Regions from separate parts of the Sus scrofa genome. Here region 2 is linked to region 1. Evidence: chromatin contacts called from public Hi-C data. All regions are on one chromosome and are shown on one strand. The core of a region is the stretch at or near the end of the contact, and the rest is flanking DNA. Distances in the headings are between cores, read along the strand shown.

Evidence for each region. A called contact is a pair of places that touch in the nucleus more often than the background predicts.
Region 2: a Hi-C map of omental adipose tissue shows a contact between it and region 1, with 1.6 times the contacts expected there. The contact joins the enhancer-like site here to the promoter of RAB30 in region 1. A contact is called at or near these places in 5 of 47 Hi-C or Micro-C datasets (embryonic fibroblasts, fetal heart ventricle, heart right ventricle and 1 more) and 1 of 2 datasets of contacts at active chromatin or transcription factors (skeletal muscle).

What each region holds. Positions count from the first base shown.
Region 1 is chr9:17,219,652-17,226,526 of Sscrofa11.1, forward strand. It overlaps RAB30 (ras-related protein Rab-30), which reads right to left and starts at 3,090. Exons shown (of 5, transcript XM_021062576.1): 1 at 2,883-3,090. LOC110255408 (a long non-coding RNA gene) reads left to right here and starts at 3,263. Exons shown (of 2, transcript XR_002335559.1): 1 at 3,263-3,534; 2 at 4,268-6,875.
Region 2 is chr9:17,097,489-17,104,363 of Sscrofa11.1, forward strand. All of the region lies in intron 1 of PRCP (lysosomal Pro-X carboxypeptidase), which reads right to left. It overlaps DDIAS (DNA damage-induced apoptosis suppressor protein), which reads left to right. Exons shown (of 5, transcript XM_003129716.6): 5 at 1-109. Among named protein-coding and RNA genes, the nearest start is that of DDIAS, 23 kb to the left of the region's middle. Within about 2 kb of position 4,028, at least 4 of the 83 cell types and tissues checked have an H3K27ac peak or open chromatin away from gene starts, as enhancers often do. A contact at or near this core is called in omental adipose tissue, where this site is marked.

The DNA of each region.
Region 1 (6,875 bases), core at 1,840-4,339:
ACATCCTCCTTTGGTAGTAGCATTCATCACACTTGCAATTACTTATCCAATAATTATCTTCCCTGTTAGAACATAAACTCCATGAGGGCAGGGGAAGCTTCTCTTTTCACTGAGGAATCCAGTCCTTGGAGCACAGTAGTTGCTCACAATATCTGCTGTCAGAAGAACAGGCGGGGGGACCACAACATTAGGCCAAGTAAACCCAATGGGCAAGGATCCTTATCCCTTTGCAAAGGAGTTAAACGAAGGGAGAAACAAATGCATAGTTATTCAAGGTCACAGAGATAGCAGTGAAGGGACCAAAACTAACCTTTCATTCAGCTCATTTCTCCTCCTTAAAACACTAAAGAGCCTGAGTAGGAAAGGGAGAAACTTAGAAGGAGAAAATTAGGAATGAAAAGGTGGTGAGTGAGAGATCTAAAATGACAGCTTCTGAATCTGCCTGTCACACTCGTTGCCTCCAGATGGGCGGCAGTTAGACTTTTCATGCCCAGAGAAGCAGTCTTACACAAACAAACATAACCACCACCACACCCTCCTTCTTAATAGAAGGGGTATAAAATAACAAACTTCTTTCATCCACAAAGAAATAGAAAGGACAGGAGTGAAAGCTGTTGCTGTTTCAAGCATCTTTAAAAAAACACACACAAATGGGTAGTTTGGCCACCTGGACCTGCTCCTCAGCAATCAACAGGGAAGGGAGGGGAAAAGACACTTACTGAAGCAAGAAAAGAAAAAAAAAAAAAAAAAAAAAATACTAAGTGAGGCAGAAGCCATTCAAAGTCTGCTTCTTCTTTGGGAATTATGAGAGCATTTCGTTTATTTTAAAACCTTGCTAACCCACTGGCAGCTCTCAATACAGGTACCAATGAAAGGAAAAGTGGCATGAGCTCAACTCCAACAGTTCACTATCCAAATCATGTCTGTCACAGTAGCCACAAACCAGGCCAAGGGGTGAGGTACATTGCCGTTCATCCTGCCAAGCACCAACTGCAAGAAAAAGAAAAGGCAAAGAGCCTCTTCAATGATGATTCCGTAGAATAAATATTCGCAGTTTCATTCACCCTGGAGTTTCTGCGTGAGGTAGAGAAGGGATGGGAGGGTATTCAGAGACTGGAAAGAGACTTAGAGAAAGAGATGCAATATACTGCTGATAAAAGACGGAGATTTCAAAACACAGAGGAAAAATGAGAATTACAAATGGAAAGACAGGGAAAGAAACTAGAAGAACTTTAAGAGACCTAGAAGGGTGGGGAAAGGAAGGTGGGAGGGGCAGGGTTTGGGGGGTGGAGAAGGGTGCTCAGAAAAGCACAGAGTAAGCAACAGAGAGATGCAGAGAGGAAAAGCCAGACAGTCCATCTTTTCCCAAATCCCAAAGCTGCTCATTGCCTCCCAATAAATCACTCTACCACAAAGCCCATACAATGGACTGTCCTTTGCATTCAGTAACAAGCAGCATTTAACGAAGCATCGCCCAGCTGCAACTTTAGAGACTTAAAGGTCTGAATTAAAAATGAACAAATTGGTTCAGCAGCAGAAGACAACTAGTGATGACTTCCCCCCAATGCCTGACTTGGTTATGAAAAGGTTTGGCATTTTGGAGTTAAGCATAAAACAGTCTGGCATTTCTCCTTTTGACATTCCAAGAGGGGGTGTGGTTGACCCCAGGTCCATTCATTTCCAAGGTTGTAGATCTCTCAGCTAAGACTAGCCCCATCTGTTCTGGAGTCAACCAGCTGTGTACTTCAAAATAACGTATTTATTGCACTAATCATCCTAATAACTCTTACAAGAAGAGAGCCAATATCATACAAATCAGGATGCTCTCTGTTCTGTTAAACGTGTCAGTTTGTTTAAAAACCAAAACCCACACGCCAAAAAAAAAAAAAAAAAACCAAAAAACTCTACTATGCTCCTCAGTTTCCCTCAGCAGGATCACTCACTCCTCCTGTGTACCTTTCAGCAATGGCAAATGAAGGTTAACAGCGCTTCTAACTTTTCCTTTCCCTGATGCGTTAAAATGAACCCGAGTGTCCCTAATGATCCCTTCTCCGAACCGTTATTTGTGACTGGTGATTGTGCCTCAGGAAACAGCAGCTCATTATGGTACCACTGTCAGTGGCAAGGAGCCTATTGCAATGTAATTTAAAACACTCACACAAGCACAAATCTGTCGGCTCCACTTCCAAACAATCCTGAAATCCTGCAGTCGGGAGAAGAAAAACACTTAAAAAAAAAAATGTTGCTTCTAGCAGCCTAAGAGAACCTTCCCCAGACACGTGAAACGTTTGTGACTGGCATAGTGCACCATTAAAGGACACTGTCACCTCAAATCAGCAGAAAAGGCGAGACAAACGACATGGACACACGCACAAAATAACGCCCCACAAAACTTAACCTACTCAGAAGCCCGCTCGTCTTAAAAATGAATAGTGTGTGCTCGCCCAAGTGGCACAGAAATGTTCCAAAGTAGTGCGACCACATTAAATCACTGTCTCCATTTCTCCCCACGCATCACCCCTTCCCACTCAAATCTCAGCACTCGGGCCGTATGTGACAGGACTGCAGTCTCCCACCTCTGCCTTCCCCTGATTTTCCAAGAGCACTTCCCAACATCCACCCCAGCCCAGCCCCCTCTCCCAGCCTCCGAAAAGGTTGAGGGGAGTTGCGACTAGGGAACTGGCAGGCATCGGTCCTCTGGTGGGGGAAGGTTGCTGGAGTTGTTCTTTGCAGTGACCCAAATTGTACAGAGCTTTTCGCTTAGCAGCGCTTTGCGAGCACCTCCCCAATCCTCCCGCCCCCATCTTCCCAAAAGAAAGCCTTGAGAACTAAGCGGGAGGAATAACTTGGTAGAACCTATTGAATAAATCACTTCAACTCACCTGGTTTGGGATTTTTCTCCCCACCCCAGGCATAAACAGAAAGGATGTGCGAATGAGTCACGCACGCAAGGGAAGGTGTTGCGGAGTCCTAAGTCCAAGGGCTGGAGTCAGCCCCTGCCCTGGTGCTTGCTGCTACTCTTAGCTCAGCTGGAGCGAGCGGCAATAGCAAGCCTAGCAGCAGCAGGGGGGAGGATAGACCGTAGCACAATGAATGCAGTGGGGTTTTTGCAATGACATCATCCCTCTGTCCAAAAGGCCCCAATAGCCATGCTCAGAAGCGGAGGGTTCTGGGAATTGTAGTCTCCTCACGGACTGGCGGGACACAGAGGCTATCGCCGGAACTACAAAGCCCAAAATGCGCCAAGGTCAGACGCGCCCAGAGCGGGCCAAGGGAGTAAAGGGGACTCGGCCGCCATGTTAGGAGCGCGGGGAAGGTTCCGCCGCGCCGGCTGAGGTTTTAGGGAACGCGGGAGCCGAGAGGTGGTGCAGAGGGGACGGTGAGGAGGAGGACAAGCGGGCCGAAGAGCCTGGGGTTCCGAACCTGGGTACCGGGGTGGGAGGGGCTGGAAGCGGTACCTGGGGACTGAGTCGGACGAGCCCGGCTAGTGGCGGCATCAGAGGCCGAGTGGGCCTCGGCCTCAGGGTCCTGCAGGTATTGGTCCCTGTCACTTGCACCGTTTATAATTAAGGGATTGAGGGAGTTTGTCTCCTGGTCTCAGAGCACCGTAAACAGGATAGTCGGGGCGGTTGTGTTTTTTGGTAGATGCGGGGACCCGGCGTGGCCACTCTCACCTTTGGTCGGAGAAGATTCCACCTACAGAATTGGGCTGCCCTTCCCAAATTTATTTTTTATCTTGTCATTCATTCTCCAGCCAGCCTTAATCCTTCCCAAGGTGTTGCACCTTCACTGGTTTTTCATACAGAGATGATTTGGAAAAGGTTCCAAAGAAATCGATGTTGGAAGATAGCTGAGCTGGAAAAAGGACGATGCTTTGGGCCTGCAGTAAAGAAGTGACAGGGACTGAATCCTACGGAAGTAAATAAACTTGGTTTAAAACATCTTCATACGTGCCCGCGAAGGCAGGGAGATGTTGTAAGGGAATACCTGTTTAAGGCTGGCGTTTGGTTCCGGAGTGTAGCGGCATTTGAAGAAACTTAGGGTGTATGCTTAAAAATACTGCGAAGACTGGATCTTCGGTAGCATGGATCGCTATTTTAAAAATACATTTAGTGTTTAATTTGTAGAACTCCATATATACGACTACTTTAGGAACTGATTTTCTTTTAAACTAAGTAACTGAGATCAAGTAATTTTGCCCAGTGTCTCAAATGAACTGTGATTTTTTTTCCAGTTACTAAAACAATGCTGTGTGTTTTTTTTTCAGAGTCTATCTACACTATGAAAAGATGGGAAATTTCTTCCTGAAAGTGTCTGAAGGGCTAAAAATGCTGATATATTTGTGCTGTTAAACGTTTCATTTTGCATGTTATTGTGAAAACAAAAGTAACGAATTACTGGGTCGGTAGAGCTATGCACTTCACCTGTTAGGAGTTAAAATTATTGCTGATAAATGGATTATATCAAAGAAAGGCTAGGCAGAGTGATTACAAAAGACAAAAACATGGTAGAAACATCACCCAGATGTATGCAGATGACAATTACAAAAAGAGTTTTATGAAGAATGATCTTATATATGTCATGCTGCAGATAAATCAGATGAGTAGGTTTGTTTCTTTTCTTTTCTTTTTTTTTTTTTTTTTTTTTTGCTTTTTAGGGCCACACCCACAGCACATGTCAGTTCTCAGGCTAGGGGTTTAGAGCTGTAGCTGCTGGCCTACATCACCTCTGGGACATAAACTGCAGTTCACGGCAACACCCGATAACTGACTTACTGAGCAAGGCCAGGGATTGAACCCGCATCCTCATGGTTACTAGTCGGATTTGTTTCTGCTGTGCCACGACAGGAACTCCAGGTCTGTTTTTTGTTTGTTTTTTGCTTTTTAGGGCCATACCCGTGGCATATGGAGGTTCCCAGGCTAGGGGTCGAATCAGAGCTACACCTGCCAGCCTACACCACAGCCATTCCAGATCCCAGCCAAGTCTGCAACATACACCATAGCTCAAGGCAACGCTGGATCCTTAACCCACTTAGCGAGAAGTCCAGGGATCAAACCCGCAACCTCATGGTTCCTAGTCGGATTTGTTTCCAGTGTGCCACGATGGGAACTCCTGTTTCATTTTTAAACAAAGGTAATATGTATTAGTCTCACTTGTCCATGAATACAATAATGAGAAAGGCTCATGAAATTATTTGTTATCCAGAAATAACCTTTGCAAGTAATGTTGGTAAGTATAGGAAAAGGAAAAAATCTTTACCATTTTCTTTCTCATCTTCAGTATAACTGTGGTATTTTAAGCTTAATAGAGATAAACTGAACAGATTTACATTTAGACTTAGTTTCACATTCTTACAGATTATTTTTAGGGCTTGGTGAATCAGGAGTGTTTTTATGTCTTAGACAAACTTTATTTTGTAAGATACTTCTTTATATAAGCAATAACCTCAATTTGAGTTACTGTGGAAGACAAATTTGTGAAGGAAATGGAACCCAGCAGATTTCTCAGAAATAGTATATGTGAGAAACGCGACTTGTATAATGCAGTGATTTCTTTAATTCGTCATATGTTTGGGTAATTAGAAATTTTTCCAGCCTTATAGTCATTGAACATCTAACCATAAAGAAATGAGACAAATCTAGTTAATAGCCCTAAAAACAACCCCATGACTCTTAGGAAAAAAGAATCCTGGCACTCCATAGCAATTTTATTTACAACACTAGTATTCGAGAAGTTGGTGATGCCAGCTTCTGAAAGAATAACCTCAGTGTCCTGGAGAAAACTTGGATTAGGAAAAGTGAAATTAGAAATGCCTTCAGTAGATAAAGAAACCTACCTTCTTTCTACCTCTCAAAATTTGATTTGTATTATAAATAGCTTGTTAAAAGAGTATTGAGTTACTTCTGTTACAGCAAGGGTTTTTGCAACGGGGCTAAGTGTCTGGATTGCCTATAGAACTCTAGAAGTGTTTAGCTTATTGCCCACGCATCCTAGCTGAATTATTCTCCAGGGTTGTAACCAGCTGTTGTGTATTTTTAAAATACTGTAGGTGAGTGTACAGAGGTAGAGTAGAGCAGCCCTCCACATCCCGTATTTTTTGTGGTGTGTCACACAATAACAAAAGTTTTAGCAAATATTTTATTACTAATTGTACTCATAAATGTACTTTGAAGATGTATAGATGACCTAAGGATCAATTTATACATGGTAGTTCCTGGAGAAGATGGTAGCTTCCTGGAGATTTCTTAGAGTGAAGGTTTAGTCTAATACTAAGAAAGTCTGATCATAAGAGACACTTGGTCAGTAAGAGTGCAAAGCTGTGACAGTTATGGTAAAGTAACAGATATTTAAAAGAAACAAGTATCTGGACATGAGAATTTTCTGAAAATAATTTTGCTTTAGTAACTCCTTGCCCTAAACCCTGATTTTTAAAAACTTATTGATGTTATTGTAGTATTTGTGGTGTTTGGGTGCATGATATATAATAATATGAGTGTCCTTTTTTTAGCTCCAGATATTTTGACTCAGTTACTAAATTTGTGATCTTTATATTCAAAATTCTTAGCAGTCTTTCATCCATAACTGCTGAAGAATAAAAACATGAGAAAGAGAGCAACTATATAAAAATTTTAAAGCAGCCCCAAGAATCCAACCCTTAATGAATCCTCCTCCTTTAGAGGAGGAAGGTCCTCTTGGAAATGGTTATGTAAAGCTGACTTTAGTGTCTTAAACCATATTAGTGGCCTCTGGATTCCTGCTGTTTCAGTTTCAAATCTATATTAAATGGCTTGCTAGTTTTTTACAGAAATTAGTAACATTTTAAGCTTCAGTGGTAGTAGCAGCCTCTTGGTGAGGATTAAACAGAGTTATGCGAA
Region 2 (6,875 bases), core at 2,778-5,277, 120 kb before region 1:
TTTATCTTATATTGTTGATTGTACTTAAGTAATACTGTTGATTTTGCTTGTAAAAAGTATTTGTTAAAATTGCACATACATTCAGAAATAAAGCCTTTGCAAACCAAAACTTAGTCTTAATTGTTCAGCGTAAATCAAAAAATGTCTGCCATGTATTAAGCCAACTATTGTGATGAGTTTGTGATACAAAGCTACAGGATCACTGATCTCAAAAGATTTTAGTCCACTGAGTAAGATAGAAATAGAAGACTGTTTCAGTACAGTGCAGTAAATGAAATGATGAAAGTTTTTAATGGATACTACATTTATGTTGCTCTGGGAGAATGGCAGAGAATCAGTTAACTTAACAGCATCTATGGGTTGGGATAAGAAAGGGTCAATAAAAACTTACTATTTAGAGTCCAATGTGAAATTATCACTATTTTATTTAATAAGTACTCATTGAATGCTTACTAAATGCATTGTGCCAGATGCCAGGAACTCAAAAACGAAAGTCAAGCCCCTTACCTCAAGAAACTCATGGTCAAGAAGAGTAAACACTTAGTAACCGGGAAGTTCTGCGATAGAAAGATAAGCTTGAAGGGCTAATAAAGAACAAAGATGAAAAGTAGTTCTAGACAAAGCATTCAAGTCCTTAGCAGTGCCTCAGCTGTACCCCGTAAAATCTCCTATGTACCTGGTCAGCTCCTTTGCCATTCCCTACAACAGCTATTCCAAATCTTCACTCTCTTCATGCCACTGAGCTCCCTACTCCCTTGCCTGGTCCTTCATGGAACTCACCTGGCATTCCCTACCTCCCCACTTGTCTGTATCTACTCCCCCACAACTTCTCTAATCTCAGCAAATGATGACACCTCCTATTTAGTGCTAGTCTTTCTGTTTGGGCTGTTGATGCATTATACCTACCTTCTTTACCTTCTCTCCTGACTTTTTCTCCTTCCCCTGCTTTTTATTTTGAAAATTTACAAACAAAAAATTTGAAGGAATGATACTCATGAGATAGCATCTGTACATACTACCTCGATTCAATCATATGTATTTTTATTTTTTTGTTGTTTTATGGCCCACACCTGAAGGACTCGGATGTTCCTGGGGCAGGGATTGAATCAGGATCCTTTAATCCACTGCGCCAGGCAGGGGATCCTGCGTCTCCACAGCAACCCAAGCAGCTGCAGTCAGATTCTTAACCCACTGCACTACAGCAGGAATTCCCACTTTCAATGTTTTATCTTTTATGTATGGATGTATTTGTTTCTAATGTGGGCTTGTAGATAAATATAGTTGTTTTTGTTGGACCTTTTGAAGATAAGCTGCAGAAATGACATTTTACCGCTAAATACTTCATGAGTTTTCATAAAATAAGGACTTTTTTGGGTACAAAACTACAATATCATTATCACATTAAAGAAATAGTAATTCTAGGAGTTCCCGCTGTGGCCCAGTGGTTAACGAATCCGACTGGGAACCACGGGGTTGCAGGTTCAATCCCTGGCCTTGCTCAGTGGGTTAAGGACCCGGCATTGCCGTGAGCTGCGGTGAAGTTTGCAGACGCAGCTCAGATCCTCAGTTGCTGTGGCTCTGGCACAGGCCGGCGGCTACAGCTCTGATTAGACCTCTAGTCTGAGAACCTCCATATGCCACGGGAGCGGCCCTAGAAAAGGCAAAAAGACAAAAAAAAAAAAAAAAAAAATAGTAATTCTATAATATCATCTAATGTTTAGGCCATATTTAAGCTCTTTTTTTTTTTTTTGTCTTTTTGCCATTTCTTGGGCCGCTCCCACAGCATATGGAGGTTCCCAGGCTAGGGGTCGAATCGGAGCTATAGCTGCTGGCTTACACCAGAGCCACAGCAACGTGGGATCCGAGCCATGTTTGCAACCTACACCACAGCTCACGGGAACGCCGGATCCTTAACCCACTGAGCAAGGTCAGGGATCAAACCCGCAACGTCATGGTTCCTAGTCAGATTCATTAACCACTGAGCCATGATGGGAGCTCCTAAGCTTTTCTACTTGTCCCTAAATTGCCTTGTAATTGGTGTTGATGTTTAACCAGGATTTCATTAAGGTGACTCTGTGGTGTTCGGTGGGTCTCTTGTCTCTTTTTCTAAAACTTCACCTCTTATTTTCCACCACATTGTCTTAATGAAAAACTCAGACCATTGTTTTGTAGAATGTCTCACATTCTAGATTTTGTATTTGCTTGTTTATAGTTCATTATCTTGTCTCTCTATCCCCCAGGATTTCCCATAAATAAGCTCTAAAGACTCAGTCAGATTCAGGGTTTGGGCAGAGATTTCATGGGTTTATGTCATGTGCTTCATGTTGTATCACATTGGGAGACACAATGTCAAGTTTTCTTACTATTGATGCTAAATGAGATTCTTTAAGATGTTGCCCACAAGATCTCTATTGGTTGGGTTTTTTTTGTTTGTTTGGTTTGGTTTGTTTTTTTGTTTGTTTGTGGGGTTTGTTGCTATTTAGGGACACACCCGCAGCATATGTAAGTTCCCAAGCTAAGGATAAAATCGGAGCTGTAGCCAGCCTACACCACAGCCACAGCAATGTTGGAGCCAAGCCACATCTTTGACCCACACCACAGCTCACGGCAACGCCAGATCCTTAACCCACCGAGCGAGGCCAGGGATCAAACCCACATCCTCACAGGTCCTAGTCGGATTCGTTAACTGCTGAGCCGCAAAGGGAACTCCCTAGATCTCTATTGTACAGGTACTTTCCTTACTTTTTAAGAGTAAAGAGTCAGTATATAGTTGCCTACCAGCAGTGTTGAATGAGTTTCCTTTTCCTGCTCTCTATCACTGTGTACTTAAGAGTCGTGTTTTCTGGTTTCTCCTAGTCTGATCAAGCAAAGCATGCTTGTAGGGCAGGGGGGGTTTTTTGTGCTTTTGGTTTTTGGGTTGTTTTTTGTTTTTTTTTGTTTGTTTGTTTGTTTGGTTTGGTTTTTGCAGAGCCCTATATAAACAATCATTTACTTATTTATTTGGCCGCACCCACTGCATGTGGAAGTTCTCAGGCCAGGGCTGCAAGCTGCACCAGAGCAGCAACCCAAGCCACTGCAGTAACAATGCCAGATACTTAACCCACTGCGTCACAAGAGAACTCCAACAACTTGATTCTAAATGGTCCCACGTTAGGTAGTCTGTCAGTGAAGATTTAGAGTAATGGATAAGGAAATGTGTGTATTTATTGCCCAGTCAGTGCATGTGAAAATTCTTTATAGGCAGCATCTCTTTCTCAGGCCAAGGAAATAGTCTCTTTATGTTTGTTTGTTTTTATTTTGTTTGGTTGTCTTTTGTCTTTTTAGGGCCACACCCATGGCATATGGAGGTTCCCAGGCTAGGGGTCAAATCAGAGCTGTAGTTGCTGGCCTATAGCACAGCCACAGAGACACAGGATCTGAGCCAAGTTTGCAACCTATACCACAGCTCACAGCAACGCCAGATCCTTAACCCACTGAGCGAGGCCAGAGATGGAACCTGCCTCCTCATGGATCCTAGTCAGGTTTGTTAACCACTGAGCCACAACAGGAACTCCTCTTCACATTCTTTATTGTCAAATGTGCCACTCCTGGCTAATTTCATATGTCCCATGATGATTAAAGAGTAGCAATGCAGTTACTATTGTATTGAACTATATAGGTATTGCCTCTACAGTTCCCTAATATTGTTTATTTAATGCTTGTTACATCTTTACTCATGATGCTGCATTCATTGTGCCACCATGAATACTGGCTTCCAGTAACTCTCAGATGTTACTCTGCTTCATTGATGATTGCCAGAAATGCAAGTCTTATCCACAGTATGCAGGAAAATGTGAATAATATTTCATTTTCTGGTTATATTAGATTTAGCATTTGGGCTTTTCTAGCATAAATGTAGAATGCATATTCTAACCATATCTTCTCCTGAATTTTTTAGGCTGCAATTATTGCATTCCTAAACTGTGATCTCTTAGCCACACCCTGGAAGAATAGGCAAGAAGCCCATGGGTGGAGCAAGAAGAGTGGTTTCATTTATGCAAGGAATGTCCATTCCTCCATCAGCATGGCTTAAGCCCAGATCTGGGGAGCACAATGTCACTGTCAATTGGAAATGAGAGGACAGTGACTGGAAGATCCAGTTGGCATAGTGGAGCAACAGTCTTTAAAGGCCTCAGATGAGATGGGCCTGTCCTGATACAGTGCAGAACCTGCAGAGAGGGGTAGAGTGACCTCCCTGGTGCCAGTGGTGGGAGGTGGACAGGATTAAGAACAGTGCCACCATCCTCACAAGCCTCGGGGTCTTCAGATCAGAGACAGTACCATAGTTGGAACACAGATCAGTGGGAGCCAATGCACAGACCTACACACACAACTCAATCCCAACAGTAAATCGTTTAGTAGCCTAAAATCCTGAATACATGCTGTGTCCAATATGAGAATCACCTAAAACCAGAGATCCTGTCATGGCAGAGTGGAAACAAATCCGACTAGGAAACATGAAGTTGTGGGTTCAATCCCTGGCCTTGCTCAGTGGGTTAAGGATCCAGCATTGCCGTGAGCTATGGTGTAGGTCGCAGATGAGGCTCGGATCTAGCATTGCTGTGGCTGTGGCGTAGGCCAGCAGCAATAGCTCCCATTAGACCCATGGCCTGGGAACCTCCATATGCCACAGGTGTGGCCCTAAAAGGTCAAAAGACAAAAAAAAAAAAGAGAATCACCTAAAACCATGTCAGTGCCATTCTGGCAGCTAGTCTCATACTATTATGTGAAAAAAAAAATATTACTTCAGCCAGTGGACATGGTCCCCTCTTTGGAACCAGGGAAATTCCATAGACACAAGACCCAGAGCTCCTCAGAGCATCTGTTCCACACCAAGAGTGGTTAGAGGGTCAGAGATACCTCAAAGGAGAGAAATGGTACCTGTCCCAGCACCAAAGTGAGACTTAAAATTTTTTAAGAGTCATTCTGGTGACCAGGGTTCATGTGGGACCAGATCTAGGCTCAGGATACCTTCCTTAGTCCCAGGAACTGGAGGAGTGTTTAGAAAATCTTGAGGAAGATAACTCCAAAGCATTAATCTCCCTGAAACATGGTGCTGGGATAGGGTTCCTTCTTACTCAGGTCTTAGGTGTATGTCTGATCATCCCTCTTACTGTCCTTGACTGCCTCCTTATTTGCCTGCCTTTTTAAAAGGGGTGTCTCTTAGTCTTCTATCATTGGCCTTTCTGCATATACTCTTTAATTTATCCACTTATCTACAGTTACTCTGTAATTTATCCACTTAACTACAGTTACTCTGTAATTTATCCACTTATCTACAGTTACCTTTCATAAGCTATTTAATTCAAAATCTATCCTTTATATAGACCAAACTTGTATGTCAATGTTTTTATCATTCAGCTCAAAATGTTCTCCTTGGTAAATACTGTAGGTAAATTAAAAACAACAGTTTACATATACTTTACTCATTAAACTGTAACAATCTCTTAATGGACAGAGGTTGGAATAGGTTTTTTAATTTACATACAAAAATTCACTTCATCCAAATTTATCTAAAGGAGAAATTTTAGCTACATAGTTTTTTCAATCAGCATTTTCATTTTATCAATTTATTTGATAACTGTCAATTATGAAAGCCATAGCTTTACCTTTTGGATGACTGATTATGCCCAGGGACCAGAATCTAATGTGGTATTGTGGCCAACCAAACTTTTCTTTTAGTTTCTGTCTTTAAAGAGTCAATAACTATTTCTTGATAACCGTTAACTTATGTGACAGACCCAGTGTTAAGTTCTATCATTCATTAAAAGTATTCAGCAAATTGCTAGGCACTGAGCTAGGTTTAAGATAACTACCCTCAAGAAGTGCACAAATAGATGGTATCACACACATTATATCATTTAACCTTCATTTAATTCTATGAAATAGAGAGTGTTGTCCCTTTAGCCTCTACTTTCTTATCTATAAAACAGAAGTAATACTTCTTACTGTGGGAATTAAACAAGATAATAACTGTGGAGCATGTTTCCTGCCATCAAGTTCTTTCCACACTACCACACTTGGCAGTACCAGAATTTTCTGTTTGCTTCCACCTACCCCTTTATTCTTCAGATACATTTCAAATAAGTATCTGCTCTGTAGTTGTAATTCGTTACCCAGTTCCAGTTCCTCACCTCCACTATGGCTTTTTCCCATCTTTCTCCCTCTATTAAAATCCAATCCTAGGCTCAGCGCTCCTGGTTGACTGAAGTTTTTTGACTGCTGAAAAAACCCAAAAGAGGTTAGGAGACGGAAAGATACATACGTGCTTTAAAAACACTTAGCTCAGAGGTGTCCTGGTCTGCTGTGCCCTGTCTCACCTGACCTCATGCAGAGTTACTTCCCACCAGGAGAAAGGGAGCAAGGGAGAAGCCCCATCAACACAATAAAGAACACGCTATAAAAAACCATCCCCATAGACCTAAAAATATTCTATGATGTCTCGTCTTAAAAAATAAATGAACTCAGAATGGGATTAAGATGGCAGAATAGAAGGACTGGAGCTCAACTTCTCTCCTAAAAACAACAAAATTCACAACTAAAGCCTGAGCAATCTTCAACCAAATGGACCAGAAACTTTAAAAAAGATAGCCTACTCCAGAAGACAAAGACATCAAAAGGTAGGAGGGGCAATTATGTGATATAAGCACCCCATACCTCCTGGGTGGGAAGCTCCACAGACTGGAAAGTAACTGGTTCACAGAGACTCACCTGCAGGAGTGAGAGTTCTGAGCCCCACATCAAATTCCCACATGTGGGGATCTGGCACTGGGAGAAAGAGCCCCCAAAGTATCTGGCATTGAAGGCCAGTGGGGCTTGTGCACAGGAGCTCCACA